Linked DNA regions of Oryctolagus cuniculus: region 1 is linked to region 2. A link is a contact called in public Micro-C data. All regions are on one chromosome and are shown on one strand. The core of a region is the stretch at or near the end of the contact, and the rest is flanking DNA. Distances in the headings are between cores, read along the strand shown. Region 1 holds the start of DOCK5 (dedicator of cytokinesis 5). Region 2 holds the start of CDCA2 (cell division cycle associated 2).

What was found. Hi-C and Micro-C count contacts between places; a contact is called where the count stands out from the background.
Region 1: a contact with region 2 is called in a Micro-C map of ear pinna, with 4 times the contacts expected there. The contact joins the promoter of DOCK5 here to the promoter of CDCA2 in region 2. A contact is called at or near these places in 2 of 6 Hi-C or Micro-C datasets (ear pinna and an unstated tissue).

Annotation. Positions count from the first base shown.
Region 1 is chr2:48,998,455-49,003,307 of mOryCun1.1, forward strand. DOCK5 (dedicator of cytokinesis 5) reads right to left here and starts at 2,949. Exons shown (of 52, transcript XM_017338016.3): 1 at 2,674-2,949. The coding sequence starts at 2,716.
Region 2 is chr2:48,731,492-48,736,437 of mOryCun1.1, forward strand. It overlaps CDCA2 (cell division cycle associated 2), which reads right to left and starts at 3,381. Exons shown (of 15, transcript XM_008249409.4): 1 at 3,215-3,381; 2 at 2,145-2,208; 3 at 1,875-2,048; 4 at 218-372. The coding sequence starts at 2,208. It overlaps KCTD9 (potassium channel tetramerization domain containing 9), which reads left to right and starts at 3,599. Exons shown (of 12, transcript XM_002709462.5): 1 at 3,599-3,882. The coding sequence starts at 3,835.

The DNA of each region.
Region 1 (4,853 bases), core at 1,699-4,198, 270 kb after region 2:
TGAGCATACACCATGCTTTTTCCTATTCATACAACGATAAAAGTTTAATTTATAAATTAGGCACAGCAATGGATTAACAACAATAATAAGATACAGCAATCATAATGATACACTGAAATAAAAGTTATGTGAATGTGGTATCCCTCTCTCTCTTTCCCATTTCATATGTTCAGACTATGGGGGCCCGAGGGAAGCGAAACCACAGAACGCACAACCGGACTACTGCATAGACTTGTATCCTTCTTGAGGGATGGGAATACAAAACCATACACAACCTTCTAATTCATTGAACCCAGGGATAAGAGACTAAGTAGCAAAACAAGGGAAGGTACAGTGCAGGAAAGGCGAGGAAGTGGGGGAAGGTTTGGGAAGAGCTGGCAAATAGGGAATCTGAAGGAGCAGTGGGAGGGGATTTGAACCCTGAGGGAAAGGCCACATTGTCCACTGCAGGGTTGGAGGGCACTCTGGATAGGGGACAAACACAATGGGGGCAAAGTCCCAAAGGAGGGACTCTCCGTAGTTTATTGCACAAGAGCCAGATGGGCGGGATGTTCATACTGGACAGTTAAAGACAGAAGACCTGGGAGATAGTGTTGGTGAAGATAGGGGGAACCAGTCTGTAGGAGCACCGTAAGCTGGCTTGCATCTGACTTTTTCCTGTGGGCCCCCAGGAAGGTGACAGGAACAACAGTGCATTTTCAAACAATGGACCTTCCCTTCAGTTAATGTGTGCTAACTGTGTCAAATCCATCCCCAAAAGAATCTATCATGTCTAGTGAAGTAAGTGTCCCAAATTATATCCTGGGGGACAATTCTGCTAGCACCTGAGCTCTAGAAATGCAAGGTGAATATTTTCTTGACTGGTGACAAGCAGCACAGTAAACTGATTCCAGAACAGGAAAAAAATTAAAAAGAAGACATATCATACTTGCTCCAGTGACTATGCACATAAAAGGCACATTCTTAGAGCATGTTTGTATTAATCACCCAAGTGACAGTATCTTTGGAAACAGCTTTTAATTCTGTTAAAATGAGAATCGATAACTTTTTTATAGTTAGCAGTTAGTGAGTAGGCATTGCTAAATATGCTTTCATTTAGTGGTGAGTAGTCAGTAATACTCAAAAATAAACCAACGATTGCATCTATTTTAGAGCTTTTCACTTTCATGACTACTGGTTCCTTCCTAGCTGGTACCTCTTTATGGGTCTGAGTCTGAAGCCTCATAACTAGATCATGACCTGGTGATCTGGAGGAAGGCAGGAGACATCACCCCCCATTCTGAGTTGTGCCTGCAAAGCAGCAAAAATTCTAAAAGTAACTTCAGCGCAAAAAAAAAAGTTTTCGGAGACAGAAAACAAAGAATACTATATAACAAAAACCTATACTAATAATACATACGGACCACAATCTAAGAAAAATGCAGCAAATAAGAGAGGGTTAAAAAATCAACATCGGGCTCCTGGCTACAAAGTTGAAAAGCACCTACGGGTGTTAAGGGTCCCTGAAACTGACCGACAGGTGCAGGGACCCAGCCCCAGGAACCAGGAGGTGCAGAACAACAGGGGTGCGGAAGGGAGTAAAGATGAAATGACGCGCACGCCAAATGAATGAGCCTGAGCGGAAGCGATAAAACAGCACGCACGGCTGTTTATAACGGGAGACTCCCCCGAAGTCCTAACCGCCTTTGCAAAAGCTCTGGCTCACGGCAGAGGTCTTCCCACGAGACTTCCCCAGGCCCCTGCGGGATATACAAAGTGAAAGAGCGCGGCTCCTCACCTGGTCCAACCCCCGCCCATCCCTTGCGTCGGGTCCAGAGCTACACCAGCAACCCCTCGGCAATCACCCGAGCGCTCCCGCACCGCTGTTGGGCATGCAAGTGCCCAGCACGCGACCTGCCACGGACTACTTGGTCAAATGTCCTCATGTTAACCCAGATAGCACTCAGCGTTGGCAAGGAAGACCCGCACCCTCTCCAGAAACGCTCCGTTAGTGGACCGACCGGCTCCGCACCCACAGCCCCAGGGGCCGGCCACCGCAGCGCGCGCCACACACTTCCTGTCTCTCCATCACCTCCACACCGCGTTAGCTCCCCATTTACAACTGACATCAAGACACCCTCCCCAGGCCCTAGGAGAAGGCGGGAGGGCGGCTTTCTACCCGCAGCCCTTCACTTTGGGACTTCAGAAAACCTCGGAAGACGGGAGCCAGAAAGCACCGGGGCAATGGGCAAAGTTCCCAGCTGCAGATCTGAACTGGCTCCACGAATGGGGGCGCAGGGGCCAAGAAACACAGTCGGGGACCCCAGTGAGCAACAAGCGCCCCCCCTCCTTTGGACGCCCCTGCTCTGCGCTCCGGCTTTGGGGTTCGGGAGCCGGAGTAAAGTCCCGAAGCCCAGCTACACTTTTAGCCACTCGGATTCCCCAAACTCCGGGTGACTTCCCCCGCGGCACTCCCGGGAGAGGGCTCCGACCTCCTCCGGCTCCCAGAGCCTAGGCAGCTGGAGCTAAGCCCTGGCTGCACAGCGAGGGCAGCAGGAGGCGAGACCCGCGCCCCGGAGCAGCGCGCGCACCGGTAGCCGGGCGTCCGCCGCCCCACTCTGCGCAAGCTTGGCAGGGCCGCTGCCCGCGAACTTCGCAGCGGCTGGGTCGGGGCGGGGTGGGGCGAGCACTCACCAACCCCGTACTTCTGCCTCTTGGTCGGGATCCAGCGGGCCATGGCGGCGACCTCGCCCTGCGGCGGCGGCGACTGCTGCTGCTGCTGCTGAGGCGTGGGCTACAGCTCCTCGGACGCCGTTGGCCGCCGCGTCGCTCTCCTGCGCGCCCCGGGCTCTTCCGCCATGTTCTGGCAAACTTCGCCCCGACTCCTCCGGCCGCTCTCCGCGCCGCGCAGCTAGAGCAGGCACCCGCCTCACCCCGGCCCGGGCCGCGCCGGCGGTCACCTGCTGGGCCGGTGGCCGCGCCGCCGTGCGCGCCCCTCCTGGCACCGCCCCGGCCCCTCCCGCCGGCCGCGCCCTCCGCCCGCCGCCGGGGCCGCCTCAGAGCCGGGAGCGCCGGCAGCCCGGCCTCTCTCTCTCTCTCTCTGCCGGGGCGGGCTGCGGCTCCGCCTTGCGCGCTTCCCGGGAGCAGCTTCCCAGGGCAGACTGAGGTCTGGCTCTTCCCTTTCTGCGGTTTGCTTCTCTCCCCGCCTTTCCCACCGGTATTAAACCCTGGAGGCTGGATCCCGCGGGGCCAGTGTCCCGCCGCCAGTGCCCCGAGGGCTGCGCTGGAGGCGCCGGGCACAGCGGGGCGGCGGTGAGTGCAGAGTGCGGGCTGCGCTCCCACTACGCGCGGCGCGGTGGGGAGAAGGAATTGGTAAGGGTGGCTTCTCTTCTCCCGGGCACCACCAGTGCCTGGCACCCAGCGGACGCTCCGTAAATATTTGTAGAATGAATGAGCAGTCGACTAGTGTGTTCACCCCCTGGAGTTTCAGCCCGCACTGCGAAAGCCGGAAGGCGCGCTCCAGAGCAAACGAGACCTCCTGGGGCCACGGCTTTTTCGCCAGAAAAGCAGAACGTGCACCTCTGCTAAATAGGGAACTGGAGCGAGGGCGACTGGCTCCTCAGGAGTATCAGATCGCTTCCTGGGGGCGCCTCTGCGGGCAGATGGCTGAGCAAGCTCTAATTGGAAGTCCTGTGTCCAAGGGGACCCCGAAGAAATCCAGGCTCTGAAGTTCAAAGTGGCAAAGTCCACTCCAGGACCTTCCTTTCCGAGAGCATCCCAGCGGAGAAGGGGACCCGGCAGAGGCCTGACTTTGCTCCTGCTAAGCGGGGCGCCCGTGAGATGCCCTGGGTCCCTCCTGGGGCCTCGTGTCCCATGGGAGAGACCTGGGCAGGGAAGTGGGAGGTGAGGCGTAGGCGTGCGGGGACCCTGGCTGCCTCACGCTTGGAGGAAAATCGCTCAGGGTAAATGACCAGCTTAATTGCGCACACCGTCTGAGCAAATGCCTCTCTGAGGAAGTTTCATGCCTATTTGGGACCCGAAAAGAAGGGAAGCTAAACATGCGGTAATGATAGTACAGCTTGGTTGGAGCATTAATGCATTTTAATGTCAGTGACTTTTGTGCAAAGCCAGGCCAAAAATGTAATTAATCAATTAACAATTAATTAAAAGTCCTGTTCATGAGTACATCCTTTCCTCCCACCGACTAATAGGTGTTTATTCACATGTGATGACGATTTAAGAAATTCCTCTGTCACAGTAGATTTGATACCAGGAGCAATGCCACTTCCTACTTGAGAATAATTGCTCTTTCTCTATCAATAAATAATGAGATCCTGATTTTCTAGGGTAGGTAGTTGCTTTTCGACAAATACACATTAACTGCCTGCTACGTGTCAGACCTGCTCTGAGAAGGGGCACTGCACTAAGGAGCTTGCAGTGGAGAGGGGCCAGCAAAGGCAGTGAACTGGAGTGCCTGCAGAGACAAATCCAAAGCAGGGAGGGTGAGGTGTGTGGAGTGCTGCTGGGCAGGAGAGACAGGATCCCAGGGCAGGTTATCGGGGCGGCAGGAACAGCCAGTGCAAAGGCCAGCAAGCATGCTGGGCAGGTTTCCAAACCAGCCAGGAATCCCTGGCAGTGAGGGGTGAGATGAAAGTTGACCCAAGAGGCTCAGGGTGGCCAGCTGATTAGGCCATGACAGGCTTAAGGACTTCATTTACTACTGGGGTGAGGGGTGTTTGGAGGGTTGTAACTAGCCAGGATCAGAGCTTAACTTGCTGGCACGGGAAGACCAGACGGCCACTTGAGTGGTTCAGGCCAGAAATGCAGGCAGCTGGGTGCGGGGTAGCAGGGGTCGAAGAGAGGTTGATTCTTAC
Region 2 (4,946 bases), core at 2,131-4,630:
TTCCTGCAAAACCCATTTCTATCCTGGTCTCAGAACTTAGAATGCTCAACATCATCATTTATGCAAAACACATATTCTCTGTAAGACACAGAGAAAACGTTCTCTCCTCAGATCTAAAACAGGTTCAGAAGAGCCTTGCATGAAAGCTTCATCACAGAGCAAAACATCTCTTCTTTCTCTAGAAAAACTCTTAGCAGAAATCAGAAGAAAATCCAACCTGAAAAGGGGAATCCTGTGCCAAAGGAGATTTCGCAGCATTCTTTAAACTCCGCTGCTGAGCAATGAAGCGGATTAGATGGTTTGTTTCGGGAGAGCCTCGGGCACCAACTGCAGAACGCCGTCTGGATTTCTTCAGGCAGGATGCTGACTTTCCTATGAGGAAACTCTCTCGTCAATCAGAACAAAACAGGCAATCACTAGTAATCATGTCCAATGCCCAGGATGGGCCAGCCTGACAGGGAAAAGACGGTAACCACCTGGTACACAAGGCTATATGGAGAACTATCGGCAAGGTAGTTCCCACATGATCTACTGGACAGAAGTCTTTGTGTTTTCCACTGATTTAGTCCACACTCAGAGAACACTGACTAACACATACACAGCATTTACTCAATAGCTGCTGCAAGAATACATGCATGTATCTTAACAAATAGCTATCATTTGTGTTCTTTCTGCACATGGAGGTGGCTAATGGGTAGCTACTGACGAAAAACTTCTAATTTTGAATGAGCTTTATTCCGAAGGCCTGAAAGAAGTTCATCTAGGCAAATGTATCTCCTATTCTTAATTCTTCAAGACAACCTTGATTCTCTTAGATACCTTTCTGCCCTTTAGTTCACCACCTTGAATTTTTGCCTTATGTCTAAACACAAAAGATGAATCCAGGGCCGGCGCTGTGGCATAGCAGGTAAAGCCGCCTCCTGTGGTGCCGGCATCCCACATGGGTGCTAGATCAAGTCCCAGCTGCTCCACTTCCGATCCAGCTCTCTGCTGTGGCCTGGGAAAGCAGTAGAAGATGGCCCATGTCCTTGGGCCCCTGCACCTGCGTGGGACACCTGGAGGACGCTCCTGGCTTTGGAACAGCTCAGCTCTGGTCATTAAGGCCATCTGGGGAATAACCAGCAGATAGAAGACCTCTCTCTGTCTCTGCCTCTTTCTCTCTGTAACTCTGCCTTTCAAATAAACAAATAAATCTTTTAAAAAAAAAAATGAATCCAGCTTTTGAAAGGTCTGAGAGTGAACTCTTGAGAAAATACAGAAGAGTGTGCCACTCCAGCCTCGTCTCAGTCATGTATCAACTGTTCTGGTGCCCTTACTCTCACGTCCCCAGCTTTCCCCCATTTTTAAATGCTGTTCTCTAATCCAATTCCTTTGCCCTATTTCTTACTTCTTCATCTGAGTCAGACTTCACAGGTGGATTTCATTTCTAAGGCTTGAAACAGCCTGGCCCCTGAGGTGGTACTCTGAATATGGTTTGTGAAGGGGGGCACACTCCAATCTTTCAGTATTATAGAATCTTAAAGGCTCTTCAAGGTCCTCTTACTTGCTACACATAAACATAAAACGTATTATGACACACATTATGCACCCTTTTGAGTTCGAAGTGTTAGATGAAAAAGTGGTTCCCACACACATCCTTTTCCAGAATGGGCATGGAACACAAACTCTGACCTGACCTGGGACATGATCACCCTGGATATCCTGGAACTCTGTTACCCTTGCTAGGCGAGACGAGCTATGCATGTGCAGAGGCTCCCTGAACAAGCAAGTGTGCACAATTCACACCCCTAAAACAGACAGTGCAGACAAATAAAACTGACCTGTACTAAAGTTATCTTAAAAGAAAAGCCTGGCAAGGGAATAAGGTTTCTTACCTGAAGAGTTCCTCACAAAGCTGTCAGGTGTAATTCCCAGCTGCTCTACAGTTACGGTGGAAAAATCCAAAGGTGTCTTAGAAGCATCAGGGGTGCAAAAATGAGGACTCACTTCTGCCACATGCTTCTGGGGCGTCCCAAACTTCCCAGCTTCCCACACGAAGGCGGCATTTTCTGAAACGAACACCATGTTGCAGGAGCAAAGCATCTTTAGGAACAGAAATATCTGAACTTTTACCTTTCACAAAGAAGCAACAGCTCTCCACCTACCAGCATTAGCAGGAGCAGACTCCTTGGCTTCAAGGTGCTCCTTGGCTTTCGAATCAGTTTCCATCTAATGGAAACAAACAAACAAAAAAACCTCCATTACTAAGTTAAATGTGCGTCAATCAAGAATTTAATCCAGACTGAACTTTAATACGATCTACACCGCCTTACAAATACATTATCAAGAGAGTACTTCGGGGGCTCCAATTAAAAAGTGTTAAGAAACTGCTGTTCAGGAAGAACAAAGCAGGTCAGTGTTCCACGGGCCACGGCATTTTCCACCTCAGGGAACACCCGAATCACCTGGCACCCCACTAGGGAGGCAGTCTTGAACGTGTCCAGAAATTCTAATCCTGCACGTCCGGACCGGAGCCCCCTCCCCAGAACCTGCAATTTAAAGAGCACCGCAGGCGACTCACAGCAGGCCGGAGGAGAACCAGTACCTCCAGGGGCAGAGGTCCAGCACGCTTAGAACCAGATCCGCGGAGCCGCCAGCGAAACCGGAACCGGGACACCTCCGACCCCTCTCGTCCACCACCTCAGCGTCCCCGGCAGCAGACCAGTGTCGCGGTGGCCGTGACTTTCCGACCCCGGCGCCTCGACCCGGAAGTGTCCGCACTGGCCAGCAGCCCAAGAGCTACTCTGGCCCCCGCGCGTTCCGGGCCCCGAAGCCAGCGGCGACTGCTGCACCCCTCAGCCGGCCCCGCCACCCTTCTGCCCGCGGCCAGATTCAAATCGCCGGGCCCGCCCCCTCCGGCCGGCGTTATCGAGAATCTCTACGCCGCTGCCCCTCCCGCACGTGTCCGCGTGCTCCCCGACTCGCTAGCCTCTCTCGCCGTCCCCAAGAACCGGCTAGCCGGGCTCAGAGAGAAATCACTTAGAGCCTCGGGCGACGCACTCATAGACAGACACCTTCGGGCAACCTGTGTCCACGGGGACTACTTTCTGTGAGAGCCCCGCGGAGGGACCTTTCGGTTAGGCTGCAACTCCGCCTCCCACCTTGCTATTGGATACTGCAAACTTTAAAAAGAATCATTTGACCAATCCCCACAGGACGACGGGCCGGTTCTTACCCAATTAGCCAATCCCGATAACAGCCGTTTCCTCGCTAGCTTGAAATGTGGGAAGGGTAGTGGAAGGGGGCGGTGCTTACTGATGTTTGGGTCCCTTCTAGAGCGCCACTCTTTTTCCTCAAACCCCGCCTTCTTATGCAGATAAGCGCTACCTAGATTTGGGTGTGCGCCTGCTCAGTCATGCTTAGAGCCGCCGCTCGACTCTAGCTTCGTCTCTGATTGGCTGAGTCCCCTTCCCGTCTACTCGCCTTCAGCTTTTCTTCCCTCCCTCCGTCCGAGTTGGGTTGGTCAGAACCCACCCATCCAGGGCCGCTCATTGGTTGCGTTCTGGTCGGAGACGGCGTTTGATTGGTGAAGCTCACGGTCCGTCTCGGCGCTGTGGGGGAAGGGCCCCAGGCAGGCTGAGGCGCCTAGGGGCGGGGTGGGAAGGAGGACCGGCCAACCCCGGGGTGTGGGACCCGGAGTGCTTGTGTGTGTGGTGTGTCCGCAAGAGAAGGAAGGTGGCGAAGGGAGGAGAACCCGAGTGGGTGGAGGGAGGGGAAGGGCGGGAGGAGAGGAAGGTGGGAGGAGGACAAGGTGGGAGGGTGGCGGCTCACTCAGGACCCGGCGGGGGCAGCGCGATGAGGCGGGTGACCCTGTTCCTTAACGGCAGCCCCAAGAATGGAAAGGTAAGCGGGTCTGGAGGAGGCGCGGCGGGCCCGCTGTGGGGGCGAGGGCGGCCGAGCCCTGGCCGGGGGCAGGGCACGGGGCTGAAGTTGGGCAGAGGGGCTGGAAGGTGGGAGGTTGGCGTGCGCCGGGGCGGGGGGCGCCGAGGAGGGCAGCGCCGGGTCCCCACGGCCGCTTCCGAGTCCCCGGGGCTTCTCTGCCCGAGCCTGCCCTGCAGCTCCTCGGCTGCCCTGGGCACCCGAGCCCGGGGTGTGGGTCCGAGAGGGTCGGGAGGGCGGGGGAGGGCCGCTGTCCCCCGAGCGCTCGGGCTGAGGGTCCTCTTCCCACCCCAAGACCCCGCGCCCCTTCCCCTGGCCGCAGACGGCGCCTCCGGCCCCCTTGGTGCTGAGTAATGGTTTGCTCGGGAAAGTGGTCCTGGTAACTCAGCCGCGTACGGCTGAGCAGGTAAAAGCAGTAAACTACCAGTGGATAAGTCACAGAGTCGTCCATCTCAGGTCGGATGGAGACTCTTTCAACTGAGACGTTTTCTTGATGATTTTCCTCCCTCTCTTTTAGGTGCCCCAATCCCCCAAGCCCCGCCGCTGCCAAACTTCTGTGCTCCTTTTATTATTTCGCCTTATTTTGGTTCCTTAGAGGACTGTGACAACAGAGCAAAATGGATTGACTTGACAGTAGCCTTTGCTGTGTTAGGCCTTTATTGAGGGTGTGGTGCTGAATATTGTTCCAGCGCTGGAGCAAGCCAAAATGAATCCTGTGCCTTCTCAGCCTCTTGCCCCACCCATGAAAGTTGTTCGGCTGCTTTGGAAAATTTTCACTGTGAAAGGCAGACATTTATTGTGTGGCTAAATGATACTCAGAAGCGCCTAAGCCTTTAGAGTCTAGATTGGCCTCATTGTAATATTTGCCACGGTATTCTGCTTGCTGCACATTCTGGAAAAGTTGTGAGTTTTTTTAAATACCAAAATTATCCGAGGGCATAAAAATGGTTTTCCAGCTACTCTGCAGTTTTGAGTAAACATGCTCTGAAAATTTGAACCACAGTGTTGATTGTTGGCTGTAATTCTGT